2 separate regions of the Mus musculus genome follow, and region 1 is linked to region 2. Evidence: chromatin contacts called from public Hi-C data. All regions are on one chromosome and are shown on one strand. The core of a region is the stretch at or near the end of the contact, and the rest is flanking DNA. Distances in the headings are between cores, read along the strand shown.

Region 1 (6,552 bases), core at 848-3,347, 320 kb after region 2:
AGACCCTCCTCAACCTCCCATGCAACTCTGGAGCCCTCTGCACAGCTCGCAGGCAGCTCGGCCTTCCAAGAATCTCCTCTCTGCAGCTCTGTTCTCATCAGTCTCCTGCCTCGCCACTGTTCACTCCTGTCTACACTGCTGGGGAGGGACCGCGAGATCTTCCAAGTTTCTGTTCCTCCACAGAGGTGACCTTTTGTTTACCTCCCGAGTCTCCTGGAGGAAACTGCTTGTGAGATGCAGTGATAAGAAAAGAACTGAGCTCATGCAGAGGGGAAGGAGGTCTTGAGTGCTGCTGCTTTTCCATTCTCAGAGAACAGTGAGTAGGGATGCTTTTTAGTGCAGACTCCACACAATTCATTTTTTAAATGTTTGGAAGGACAGAATAGCACCCATACAGGTCATCTACAGAACAGACCCTGACACCCCCCCCCACCCCCTCCAGACAAGCCTCCTCTCAGTCACTGAGGGCTTCTCTAGGCCTGGCCTGGAGAGGAAGCATCTGAGGGCTTTAGCATCACAGCTGCCTTAGTCTGCTTCCCAGAAGCAGGGCCAGTAAAGAATCATTACCCAATTTTATATGGTGATTGCTGTTTCTCAAAGCCCAAAGACGCAATGAAATTTACTGAGCTTTAGGTTCTTAGGAGCTCCATCATGGTGAGGGGCTTCAAGCCAGTATTACCATGTGATAAGATCCATGGAAGGACTTGCTAAAGGTTTTCCTCAATTCTGTCTTTAATCTGCATCACCCTGCCCCCTGGCAACCACATATGTAGTTTGGGTCTTTGCTGGGGTCACAAGTACTGGGGGGTAGAGGTGACTAAGCTACTGGGCTGGAGAGTTCCATGCAAAAATGTTAAATTTGTTCTGTACAGAGCTGCTGGCAAGCAGGGGGTCTTGGCTGCAGTCTCCTGGGCTTTGATGGACATGATGCATTTCCATGACTGCTCATCACAGAGCCCAAGTCTAGAATCCCTGCCTATTAAGAAGAAAATATTTTCCCAGTATATGCTGCAAAATTTTTAATTAAGAAGTATGGCAATTGCCCAAAGATGTCCACGTCTGGATCCCAGGAGCTCCTGAATGAGGCACACAGCAAACAGAACAATGATTGCTAATTGAGATGACCTTACAGTAGTTCGTGGACGGGCCCTAGCTAACAGGGAGATGTGATAGCCATGGTTTTGAAAAGAAGAAAGCAGCCCCAAAGAAAAGTTAAGGAAATGGAGTTTCCCACAGGAGACACCAGAAGGGAGTGGGGCCTCCTCCACAGCTGGATGCTTAGCCTGCTGGAATCACTGCTCAGCATTAGTCCCCAGACACTGCTTCATTTTAAGGAACTAACTTTAACTTGGTGGACTTCGTTAAAACTACAAAGAAGAACCTAATAGAAAAATAACCATTGAGGGGTTGAGGAGAGGGCTTGGTCTGCAAAGCGCTTCCACACAACCTGGTTTTGGATCTCTAGAAACTACATCTTGCACCGTAATCCCAGTTTCAGGCCCAGAAACAGGATTTCCTGGGGCTTGCTTGCCATTCTCAGGCAAGGAATGGATGAGTTCCAAATGCAGTGATGGGTGGCTGGAGGGCTGGGGGGCTGGGGGGCTGGGGGGCTGGGGGACTGGCCTTTACGTTTTGAGAGTTTCTATTTGGAAAACAGTCTTGAAGTTCTTCAGAAAGCTACACGTGAAGTTACCAGTTGACCTCATAACCCTACTCCAAGGTGCTTTACGACAGAAATGGAAGCATGTGCCCACATAGAACCTCGCAGATGAACATTCCCAAGTAACATTAATTATAAAGAAGCTTTAAAAGCAGAAACAACCCAAAGGTCTACTAGTCGGTAAGCTGTAAAGTATTACAGAGATAGAGTCACACAGCAGAGTATTTTTAGCAAGAAAGGACTTGAGCCCTAATATGTGATCATGGGGGGGAGAAACTACAAAGTCCAGGTATTATATAGCTCCCATTATGTGAAATATCTACAAAAGTCTATAGAAGCAGAAAGTACATTTTCTTGAATATCTCCGGCCCCAAGGCACTGGAGAAAGGGACAGAGAAGGGAGGGGTATGAGTCTACTTTGAGAGGAGATTAAAATACTCCCAAAATAAGAATGAGAAGGCTGCATGATGCAAGATGGTTGCATAACTCTGTAATTCCATTAAAAACACTAAACTGTACCAAATGTTACATGAATGAATGTTGCACCACATATCAATTATTTCTAAATAAACCACTTAAAATGTGATTTAACTCCAACAGAGCCATGAATTTATATAATTTTCAGCAGTTTATCCAAGAAATGAGGAGAAACACAGCACGCCACAAGAGGGCGCTATCTTCAAAGCTACAGAAGGGATGCTAAACTATGTGGGTAATTTCCTTACCAATCTAACTCCATATTCATCTCCTCCTTCCTTTTTGAGGGAAGCAGCATTTATTGGCTCGTTTCATCCAAGCCAGGAACATGACCAAAGTTGATAGCAGGTTGACAAATCAAGGATTAAACACAAATAAAACATAAATGTTTAAACTGAATGTCAGGGACAGAGAAAATACAGACAAAATACAGACAGCACGCCAGTGTGCTTCTTCCTGAACCTCCAGTCACACAACAGACCGCAGCAAGGTACTTACTCAAGATGGAATTCATCAGGATAACATCAATCAGTACAAGAAATGGAACGTGTTATAAATACTCGGGGACTGCTTTCCTGCTCTATTTCCTGCCCCTGGAAAAGTTCCTGCTGCAACTAGCCCCCAATAAAGACTTAGCAGGGGGACAGAATGAATGAATGAATGAATGAATGAATGAAATCAGTATTTCTTTCTATTTCTATTGTGCCTTGTAAACCAGATCAAAAATATCCCTCTCTGCACCCACACCGAAATGAATTGTTTTACCAAGTATCTCTCAGAAATACATTAGGCAGTATTAAACGTAATTCCTTTGGTCAAGAAATCCTCTAGCAGCTGGGCATGGTGGCACACACCCCTTTAATCCCAGCACTCGGGAGGCAGAGGCAGGCAGATTTCTGAGTTCAAGGCCAGCCTGGTCTACAAAGTGAGTTCCAGGACAGTCAACGCTACACAGAGAAACCCTGTCTCGAAAAGAAAGAAAGAAAGAAAGAGAGAGAGAGAGAGAGAGAGAGAGAGATCCTCTAGTACTGACAGACACACCTTTCAGTGATTCATCTTTAAAGTTTTCCTACGTAAAAATATTTCAGTCAATGCCCTTCCTAACACTGAGAAGCACACAGCAATTCATTAGTGGAAATTAGATGGTTCTCCTTTCAACTCATATTTTAAGTGAGCTGACATCCGAATGCCTGTGGTAACACCACCACTTTTCCATCCCCTAAGTCATTCAGGGACAGAGAAGATCATAGAGGCAACCACAGACAGATGGATGCACTCAGGGTACAAGGAACAGGTGGAGATAAAGCTATCGTAGTGAAGACACTGTGGCCACCTTTAAGCCTCTCAAACCTCGACCAAAAGAGCATTTGCACAGCAACACACCCTAAAAGAAACCAGACACACTGAAGAATAAATCCAACTTGAAAAGTCTTCCTCTACCATTTTTTTTAGAGAACAGTCTACTGTCAAAACAAAGATGTTATGTTTAGCCAGTTCTAGGCAGCTCTGAAACTTTAAATAGAAAACCAAAAACACACTGAGCTTGAACGACAGGAGAACCAACTCTCACACACCATCATTCATTTATGTACTCAAAACCATGTCATGGAGCTAAGGGCTATATTAGGTGCTGGAGAGACGACAGCAAACAGGACATACTCTCTGTCCTCTGAGACTGCACAGCCCAGCGGACCAGTGGGACAAAGAAGTGGGCAATTATAAAAGCTGAGTGGAATGCTAAGAGCAAGCCTATGGTACTCTGGGAACACTAAGCCGAATACCTAATCAGGGTTTAGAAGTTAATAAAACAACTGCCAATCATGTAGTTACACACACAGATAAGGACTTTGCCATTGAAAGTGGGTGGGGAAGGTACCCTAGACAAAAATCCCCCACGCAAAAGCCAAGAAGCTAAGCAAACCCAGAAAGAGGGAACCCAGCACGACTGAGGTCACGGGTGGAGACGGTCAAGGTTAAAGTCAAAACAACCACTGAACTAATAAGCAAGGCTCACCCACTCTTGATCCCCGGGGATCATACAGGTCTACAAGAGGCCATTTTCTTTCTCTTCCACATTTTCAGATCCTTCTAAATTCCCTCAAGATCAAATAAGAAACCCTAACAGGTAATTCACACATACTCTAACTCAATTGTTTCGTGGAACTCGACTTGGGTACAATCAGGAGCAGTTCTCGGAAAACACTAGCACGTCACGTGTCTGTGACAAGCTTCTGAAGGCTTTACAGGGATTTAAAAAAAAAAAAAGTGATCTGTTCTGGGGGATCACACAAGCATCCACAAGGTAGGTGTCACCCCAGTCTTACAAATAATATCCCTGCAGCTCAGCCAAGTCCGTGAACTCAGCAATAGAACTCGGTCTAACCCAACCTACAAGCCACCAGAGCAGTGCTCCCCACTGGTTACGTCCTGCTGTGTGGGCAAGTTGTGTGGACAAGTTAGGAGCATGCTTGTGTATGGACTGTAAGTGATTCATTGTATCCTGTTGCTTCTGCACTATGAACTTGGGAGAAGTCTCTCCAGCTCGCTACATCCATGGTAGGTGGATGCCTCAGACAGACCTGCCAGCGTGATCTGCACTCTAGAGCCTTTACAGCTACAATAAAACCAATACTGGGAAAGCACTCTTTAAATCATGCGGTACTTCTCCAGATACATACGAATTACAATTCTGCCTTGTTAAACATCTCTGAGCAAGGCGCAACCTTAATAATTAGGACAAGTTTTCCTCTCCCTTTGTTCTGCTTTCTACAAGGCAGAAACAGCTTCGACATAAAAATCCCCGGGTCTCTTATCCAGAGAGCTCAAAACAAGAAATACTGTCAAAGCTGGTCTGTAAGATCCTTCAGCAGATAAGAGTCTGCTGTGCAAGGCCAACCATCCAAACCTGATCCTATGAGCAGACTGACTCCCAAGAGCTGTCCTCTGGCACGTGCACTCTCTCTCCCTCCCTCTCTCCCTCCAGGGCATATAAGGACCTGTATTTACACACCCAATAAACAAACAAACAAACAAAACAAATGTTTTTTTTAAAAAATTGTTAGTGTAAGCTTTATCACAAATGCTTAGTAATATAATCAATGTGCTGCATGACTTTCATTTCATAACCTGTAGGCCTAAAGACGACCAAGAGAAAAACTTTGTTCCTAGTACTGGAGAAGAAAAATAATTCTATACTTTCCTGAGAATCTTTGCAAGCTTTGGCTAAACTTAATTCACCTCCCTAGCTTAAAACAAACAACAATATGGCTGTCTTGGAACTCTCTCTAACTTTGAGATCTGCCTGACTCTGCTTCCTAAGGGCACAGATCAAAGGTGTGCACCACCCCCTGGGTTTGCTTTGTTTTAGCAGCTGAGCTTGCTGTCTGCACAGGGAAAAAAGGGTGGGTGGGGGGGTGGTGAAGAAATGCACTGAGTCCTCCTTGCAAAAAAAAAAAAAAAAAAGCTCTTCAGCACAACTCAGCCTAAATTAGTGGCTTTTTAAAGCCAACCCGTTGAAATCCAGTCATGGTCCTTTTTCTTAGATAAAGGCCAAAGTGGACAGTCACATCACACAAGGGTTACTGCCATTCAACAGCTAAACGAGGAAAAATAAGAAAGCCTATTTTCCTGCAGACAGACAGATCCTGATTAGGCAGCATTTTATTGAGCCTGTGAAGTCAGCTACAGGATCTGTAAAGAACTGTTAAGCTTAAGCTAATAAAGTGGGAAAGGGTAGCTTAGAGCCAAAGAATCCTGTCATTTCAACTTGTCAGCTTGAGCTCCGCAGGGAGCCTTGGGCCTTTCAGTTCAATAGCGGTAAGAGACTGATGCAATAAAGCAGGTTCAAATCAACATGCTTCACACATGCAGTACTTATAAAAGCAAGCATTCTTCATAGTCCTCGCTGTCCCGGCCTCTGTCACCCACTCTTCCTGAGAGGAACAAGCAGGCTTCCCCTCGAAGCTGAAGAGGTCATGCTGGCCCAGCAAAGGCTTTTTGGTAACATAAAGTAGACAAGTGACCTGCAGACAGGAAAATCCAGATACTCAAATCCCTACATAAAATGTCTCAGTATTTGCATATCACCTACATGCACTCCCACATACTTTAAACTAACTGTATTACCAACACTCAGCTCAATACAAACGCTAAGGAAGTAATTGTTGTATCAGATTCTTTGGCGACATTGACAGGATACGAAAAGCCTGTAGCATATGTTCAACACAGACAGTTTTGTTTTGTTGTTTTCAAATATTTCTGTTTGCAGCTGGTCGAACCACAGGTATGCCACCCACAAGTACAGAAACCAATGGTTTATACCTCTACAAGACACGCCGGTCAAAACTAATGATCATCTACTGAAGCTGTGTGTGTCAAGACGGAATACAGCTTAGCAAGGGATGGTAGATACAAGT
Region 2 (6,769 bases), core at 1,454-3,953:
ACCTTCTTAGTAATAGTCAGACCAATGAATCAAAAGTAGGTGGTGTGGTGGTTTGAGTATGTTTGGCCCAGGGAGTGGCAGTATTAAGGGGTGTGGCCTTGTTGGAGGAAGTGTGTCGCTGTGGAGGTGGGCAAAGAGAGCTTCCTCCTAGCCTCCTGAGGATGCCAGTTTTCTGATTGCCTTCAAGCCAAGATGTAGTTCTTTAGCACCATATCTGTCTGGAAGATGCCATGTTTCCAGTCATGATGATAATGGACTGAACCTCTGAACCTGTAAGCCAGCCCCATCCAATTAAATGTTGTCCTTTATAAGAGTTGCCTTGTTCATGTTGTCTTTCACAACAATGGAAACCCTCACTAAGTCTGTGAGCAAAAGCAGCAGCCCTCCCTCCCTTTGTGGTAAGGTCAGTGAAATATCTCTCTCTCTCTCTCTCTCTCTCTCTCTCTCTCTCTCTCTCTCTCTCTCTCTCATTAAAGAAATATGGCACAACTGGTAAAAATCTGACTTTAAAGGTTTTAAGTGAAAACCAAATTTTGGTTTTCTTTTCCTTTGTTTTTTCAGGTATGGATTTGCTTGAAGGTAGCCATGTGAGAAAGGACCTTCTTAAGGCTCAGTGAGGGGTGCGCTGGTCTGCAGAGCCTACCTGTCTTGCCTGGTAAGTTGGATGAAAATATACGCCATTATTTTGTTGCGGCACTAACTTCTGTTGTCTCTGAAACTCAAAGGGAAGCTACTGCCTGTAACATCTTGCAGTGAGTGATCTTTAAGATGTAAAGCAGTCACCTTCCCTTAGCTATATGCCCACAGCTCAAACCACATTTGCTGGGACTACTATCTTTAAAAATATCTTTAAAAATATTTTTAAAAGTTATCCTTAAATTAAAAAGGGAATTAAGCCAGAGAACTTTTCAGCTGGTGCATAGGGGTAGTAGAGAGTAAAGCATGGTTTACCAGCTAAACTGGGCTCAATGTCTGCCTTATAGAAGTACATGGCATAAATGCTTTTCATTCATTCATTCACTTACTACTTATTTATTTGGATTTTTCGAGACAGGGTTTCTTTGTGTAGCTCTGGCTGTCCTGGAACTTACTATGTAAACCATGTTGGCCTTTCACATTTTTAAAAGGTTAAAATTGAGTATTTTCTGATACACGAAAATTAGAGATTCAAATGGGTGTTCATGAATAAAGTTTTATTGACACACAGAATTGCCTATATTTATATATTATCTGTATCTGTTTTACACTATAAAGATGAGTAGTTATTACAAGAACTATGTAACATCAATGCTAAAACATTTGTGATGTTTATATATATTTATAGTAGTAACATTTGGCTACTCCCATAGTTTAAGGACTATATTTGATTATGTTCAAGGACTCAGTGCTTGCTTGGGTAGATACTTGGTGTGATGAGGTCCTCAGTACAATTTCTAGCACCATACACATTTAAAATATATAGTATATAAATTAATTATGTTAAATATTTAATATATAAATTAATTAAATATATAATAATATATAGCATATAATATGTATTATATATAACGTGGGAACAAAAGTGTTATAGTTCATATTCACATAATTGATATTATACTTAGATGGTATAAAGCCTACCACTGAAAGATTTAATGAAAAATTAGGAAAACCTTAAATATTAATAAATGGATAGCTACATATTAGTAGAAACACTCATTACGTAGCACATCTTTTAGCCATTAAAACTATGAGTCAACTCAAACCTTCAAGCAGGTTTAAGAAATAAAAAGTGAAAAAAAGTTGCTCAAATGAAATATATTTACTCACAAAATTATTCTTGGTTTTGGTATTTGTGATTTTTATTTACCAGAAAAATTCTACACAGTGAGCCCCTAAGAATGGGATGGGGCAAGCACTGGAAGATTTAATGTTCCCCCCTCTTCCTGGGTTATTTTGATTTCTCTAAAGAATATGAATTTGTTTGGGGCAGTGGTGGCACACGCCTTTAATCCCAGTACTTGGGAGGCAGAGGCAGGCGGATTTCTGAGTTTGAGGCCAGCCTGGTGTACAGAGTGAGATCTAGGACAGCCAGGGCTACACAGAGAACCCTGTCTTGAAAAACCAAAATAAAATAAAAAAAAAATAAAAGAATATGATTTGTGACTTCCCAGAAGCATGCAGATCCTTCTGTACGGCGTTTCTAACGTGAAAAAGGAGCCTAGTGCCCAGAAACTCTGCTTAAATGTTACACAGGGATCACCATGCAAATGCTGCAGGGGCCCAAATTCCCTCAGCTCCGCAAGTTAAATTCCATCCAAAGCAAGGCAGAGGTCTGAGCGCTATGCAGGGGCGCCCCCTTCTGCAGTGTGCTGGGGTGTGCTGTTGGAGGGAGGGGTGACTAGAGGAGAAAAGAATCTATCATCAAGGCCAGCTCTGACCACACGGGGGTGACAGTGCCTAGGCTTTACCCCACACTCCCAGCTCAGGGAAATGCCTCCAGCAAAGAAGCCAACCTTCTGGCTGCGGTGGCTGAGGCTGCTGCTGTTGCTGCTGCTGTTCAAGCTGTTTCTTCCGTTTGGCTTCTAGGACTGGGTTTTCATATTGCGTCTTCCTGTTGATGTGGCTGGGAAGAAAGGAAAGCAGTTCTCAGGGAGGAAATACTCATTCTAGCAAGAAAAGGCCGGGCAAATCGATTAGTTGAGGCACAGCAGAGGGTCTGGAGTGGATATGCAGATAGACATAAACACAGCTCCCATTATGGCTGTGTATGTGCAGTGAGACCTAGGGTGTGGTTGGAATGCATCTTACTAGAAATCCCTAGCAAATGTCCTGAGGCAAATAGCTTTACTCACCAGCGGAAAGCCCTTGTTTACAGGGAACCTGTTCCCAGAGCCCCAGTGAATGCTGGAGCCCAGGATAGCGTCCAATCCAATATGAATATGGTTTTCCCTCTGCATCTGTACACACCTATGACCCAGTTTAACTTATAAAACAAGCACAGCAACAGATCAACAGCAACAATTCACTGTAGCCCTCAGTAGTTTCCACATATGATTTATTTCCTTAGCCACTTAAAGGAACTTCTGCCTGCCTCTTCAGCACGTTCCAATTGCCCACGCTGTGACCTTTGTGCTCTGGGCCTATCAGGAAGTTAAATAAGGGACATTTGAACACAGTGTATGACAGTGTATGACACTGTGACAGCTGACCTTGTAACTGAGCTGGCCACCAAGTGACTGATTGACAGGCAGTGCATAAAGCTTAGCTGCACTGGATGAGGGGTGCTTTGTGGCCTAATCTCCATGGAGCAGCAAGGAAAGAGACCTTACCGTGCCCTGAATGACACCCAACTTGAAACTTAAATTTTATTTATTTTTTTCTAAAGTTTTCTATGCCATTTTTTTTTTCAAGCAACAATTCACCTTGAGTATGTGAAGCATGTAAGTGTGGACACAATAGTATTTCATGTGGGGATGAGAAGTACGCCTCTGTGTAGTTCTCTTTGTGTGGCATTATTAACTAGTATGCTCACTCAGCTATGCTTGCTTTTGAATTCAAGGGCTTGAGCCAGTGACTCTACCCCTATTTCAAAGCTAGCATCTGAGAGGGGGGGGGTACATTAAATTCACCAAGAAGTACACTCTGAATTACTAAGAATTAAGAGTCAACTGGAGCTGGGATGTTGTCTGTGGTCTACAATAGCAAAACTCTTGAATGGCTTTACATAGCAAGGTATGGAGAAGCCTAAGGGTGAAGTCAAAAGGACTCCACTAACATCTGTCAATTATGGCAACCCAATGAATGACCAAGAGGAAAGACCAAATTCACAGCCTATAGGCAATGATAGTTCTAAGGTAGTTAAACTATGTGAATGCAATGTATTTAAAGTGACAAAGATCCAGACATTTTAGATGACTCTGTCACTAGTAAGGCCGGGCAAGCACACGCACTTACCCCCACAACGCACACACATCAACATACACCCATCATCCACATGAGTGTTTCTGTGTGATGGCCTTATTTATTTTGTATTTATACTAAGTATAAATACATGTATATATAGATGGTTTCACATATACATATGTGTGTATGTACACGTGTATGTACTCCTTTAGCCAAAACAACAGTTCATTAGAAGTTTGGGGGCATACCTATTACGTTACTATTTAAAACATCAAGTATTGCTTTTGAAAATGAGACTTTTTCTTTTAAAGAATAGTTTATCAAATAGGGTGGACAGATTATCTTTAATTCTTATTAAAAGGATATTTGCCTCTTTGTTCCTTTAGACAATCTCATGTAAGAAATTGCCTAGCACTAGCATGCCCTGTGGATCTGCCATGAAAAGACCGAGAAGCAAACCTTGTAAGTTCTGTCTTCCCACTTCGGGACCTGGTTTCTTCTTGGTTCATAGTGGTACCCAGCTGCATCCTTTCTTACTAAATGCACAAGCTAGCTAAGTACCAATGCAAGCCCGGCCTTGCCTGGCAGCAGCCTCTCTGTTTGTCAATATAAAAGATCTTCAGAGCTCACAAAGGACGTGTACTTTATGAAGGTCAATAAAAATGACTTTGCTTGTATCTGATGTTGAAGTTTCTCCCTGTTCTGTAGAGGGGAATCAGGCCTTGTACTGGTCAAGGGCACTTGCTATACTGAACTCCTGCAACTGCTTTACAGTAAGACGCTGGCATCTTATTGCAGCCTGGCATTTTTACATAATATGTTCCTATTATTGGGGCATTATACAAGTGACTTTTTATTGCCAGCAACATGAGAAAGAGAAAGGAGGCCTTTTATCTTCACTGTGGCATGAAGGACAATAATGACACAAAATTCACATGGTGCTTGTCTTGTTCAAAGGAACTGTTACAGTTTTCTCTCTTTCCTTAGAGGAAAAGCTGCGATATATGTTGATATTGATGTTTGCAGTATTCTACCTCTTGGTTATTGTTAAAATTTTTTTTTAGCATCCTGCTAATCAATGATTTTAGTAACATGACAAAGTACATGTCCAATGCTAGAATGAAGTCTATAGTAAAGAGATCACACTACAGGCTGAGAATCCTGGGAGAGGCCAGGAGGGACAGATAACAGGCCCTGCATCTTATCCCAGTTTTCCACTTCCTTCTTACTCTTGGCAAAGTTTCATAAATTATTAAGATTTGTCTAACCCTTTTAGAATGGCAGAGTGAATAAATAATTGCTATGAAGTTCAGACCTAGGCATCAAAATAAGAGCAGTCAGGCTGCTCTGAAAAAGCACAAGCTTTCTGTAGTTTTTAATCGGCTCTCCTGCAGCCAGCTCTTCACTACCACTCGCTGAGAACCTGTGGTGCACACTGGGTCTTGGGGATTCGGAAGTTAACAAAAGCCATGTATACCGACTTCCTTTCTGAATTTCTCCAGGTTTGGTGAATATTTGCTTACTCACTAAACTCTTCCTCTTTCCATTATAAAATTAATAATATCATGCTGAACCTTGTAACAATGCTAAGATGTGTTTCGTATAATATACACAATGGCCCAGGAGTGCAAAATCTATATGTGGAATATCCACGGACACTTACTCTACATAGTAGACACCGTAGACAGGGTCTTCAATCTTTTCCCAGCCAGCAGGCAACTCTGAAAAACAAAAGACCATTAGCACAGGACGAGAGCTGATTCAGGAGCTCAGACACTGAGTCAGTCAGCGGAGGGTGACGCACTCAAATATCTTGAACACAATTAAAACTGTGTATTCTAACGCAAAGAAGCACTGACTGCTTTTTCTTTGTTCTTTTATACATGGAAAATGTCTCTCTATCTATTGGTATTTTACTTAAGAAAATAAAACAATAAAATGCAGTCCTAGCTGCCTTCATCATCAGCCAAGTATTGAATTAGATTTTAATAGAAATACTTAAAACTTTCTTTAACACCTAGTTCTTCCCTTAAGTGTTTATAGTTTTCTCATTCTGTTTCCAGACTACTTTGCCACATATGTAAGAACACATAAAAATTACTTTCGTTTCATTTTCAAGTCAGTGGTTTTATTTTGCTTTCCTTGAAAGAAAATTAAGCTTGCATCTTATCCAGATAAGATTCACTGTTCCTAATGAAGACATTACTGAGTGAATTAAAATGGCAGGCTGAGCTGGGTGTTCAAAGTATACACACACACACACACACACACACACATACACCGTTACTTCACTCTTGGACTTGTGTCAGTTTGTCTTTCCAGAACTTTATCTTTGAAAGATAATGCAAGATAGTTCACTGTCATGTGCAAATATTCTTTTGTACATCCCCCTAGTGGGTGGAATACAGACCAGGCTTCATTAGGTAGGTGAGGCTGGTCTCACACATGTTCTGGTCTTCACTGCTGGAGCCCTGGGACTGCCAGCCTGCACCCACATACCTCTCTATGTGTATCTTTTAAATGTGAGGGTGGAATGGCACCAGGCAGATAGTGAACTCTGTCTCCCGAGGTCTCAAACCAAAGTCAGGAACTCTTAACTAGGTTCCCAAGTTCCGTTAGATGAATCTATTACTGAAAGTCCTGTTGTACTGAAGTGTTTTTCTTAGAGAAGGAAGAACCTAGACTGCATGTGTGTCATCAAGCAGCTCTTTCAGGCAGGGCAGCAATTACTCAACTTGATTTTTAAAGCTCTCAGGATCTGTGAAGGTAAGGTAAGACTGGGTAATGCTATCCCTTCACCGGGAATCATTATTCCTAGAAATCACTAGTCACAGAGTGTGAGCCAAACACCACAAATACTAGAGATACTGCTTACTTTGAACCAGTT

Evidence for each region. A called contact is a pair of places that touch in the nucleus more often than the background predicts.
Region 1: a Hi-C map of 3T3-L1-derived adipocytes shows a contact between it and region 2, with 7 times the contacts expected there. The contact joins two enhancer-like sites. A contact is called at or near these places in 2 of 15 datasets of contacts at CTCF or cohesin (embryonic stem cells and stem cell-derived epiblast-like cells), 8 of 484 Hi-C or Micro-C datasets (3T3-L1-derived adipocytes, the N1E-115 cell line, beige adipocytes and 4 more), 2 of 115 datasets of contacts at active chromatin or transcription factors (embryonic basal ganglia and embryonic stem cells) and 1 of 9 other capture datasets (embryonic stem cells).

The regions. Positions count from the first base shown.
Region 1 is chr6:94,079,009-94,085,560 of GRCm38.p6, forward strand. All of the region lies in intron 1 of Magi1 (membrane associated guanylate kinase, WW and PDZ domain containing 1), which reads right to left. Among named protein-coding and RNA genes, the nearest start is that of Gm52867, 150 kb to the right of the region's middle. Within about 2 kb of position 2,098, at least 13 of the 459 cell types and tissues checked have an H3K27ac peak or open chromatin away from gene starts, as enhancers often do. A contact at or near this core is called in 3T3-L1-derived adipocytes, where this site is marked.
Region 2 is chr6:93,755,163-93,761,931 of GRCm38.p6, forward strand. Magi1 (membrane associated guanylate kinase, WW and PDZ domain containing 1) reads right to left here. Exons shown (of 24, transcript NM_001029850.4): 8 at 5,546-5,603; 9 at 2,493-2,602. Among named protein-coding and RNA genes, the nearest start is that of Gm23035, 35 kb to the right of the region's middle. Within about 2 kb of position 2,704, at least 78 of the 459 cell types and tissues checked have an H3K27ac peak or open chromatin away from gene starts, as enhancers often do. A contact at or near this core is called in 3T3-L1-derived adipocytes, where this site is marked.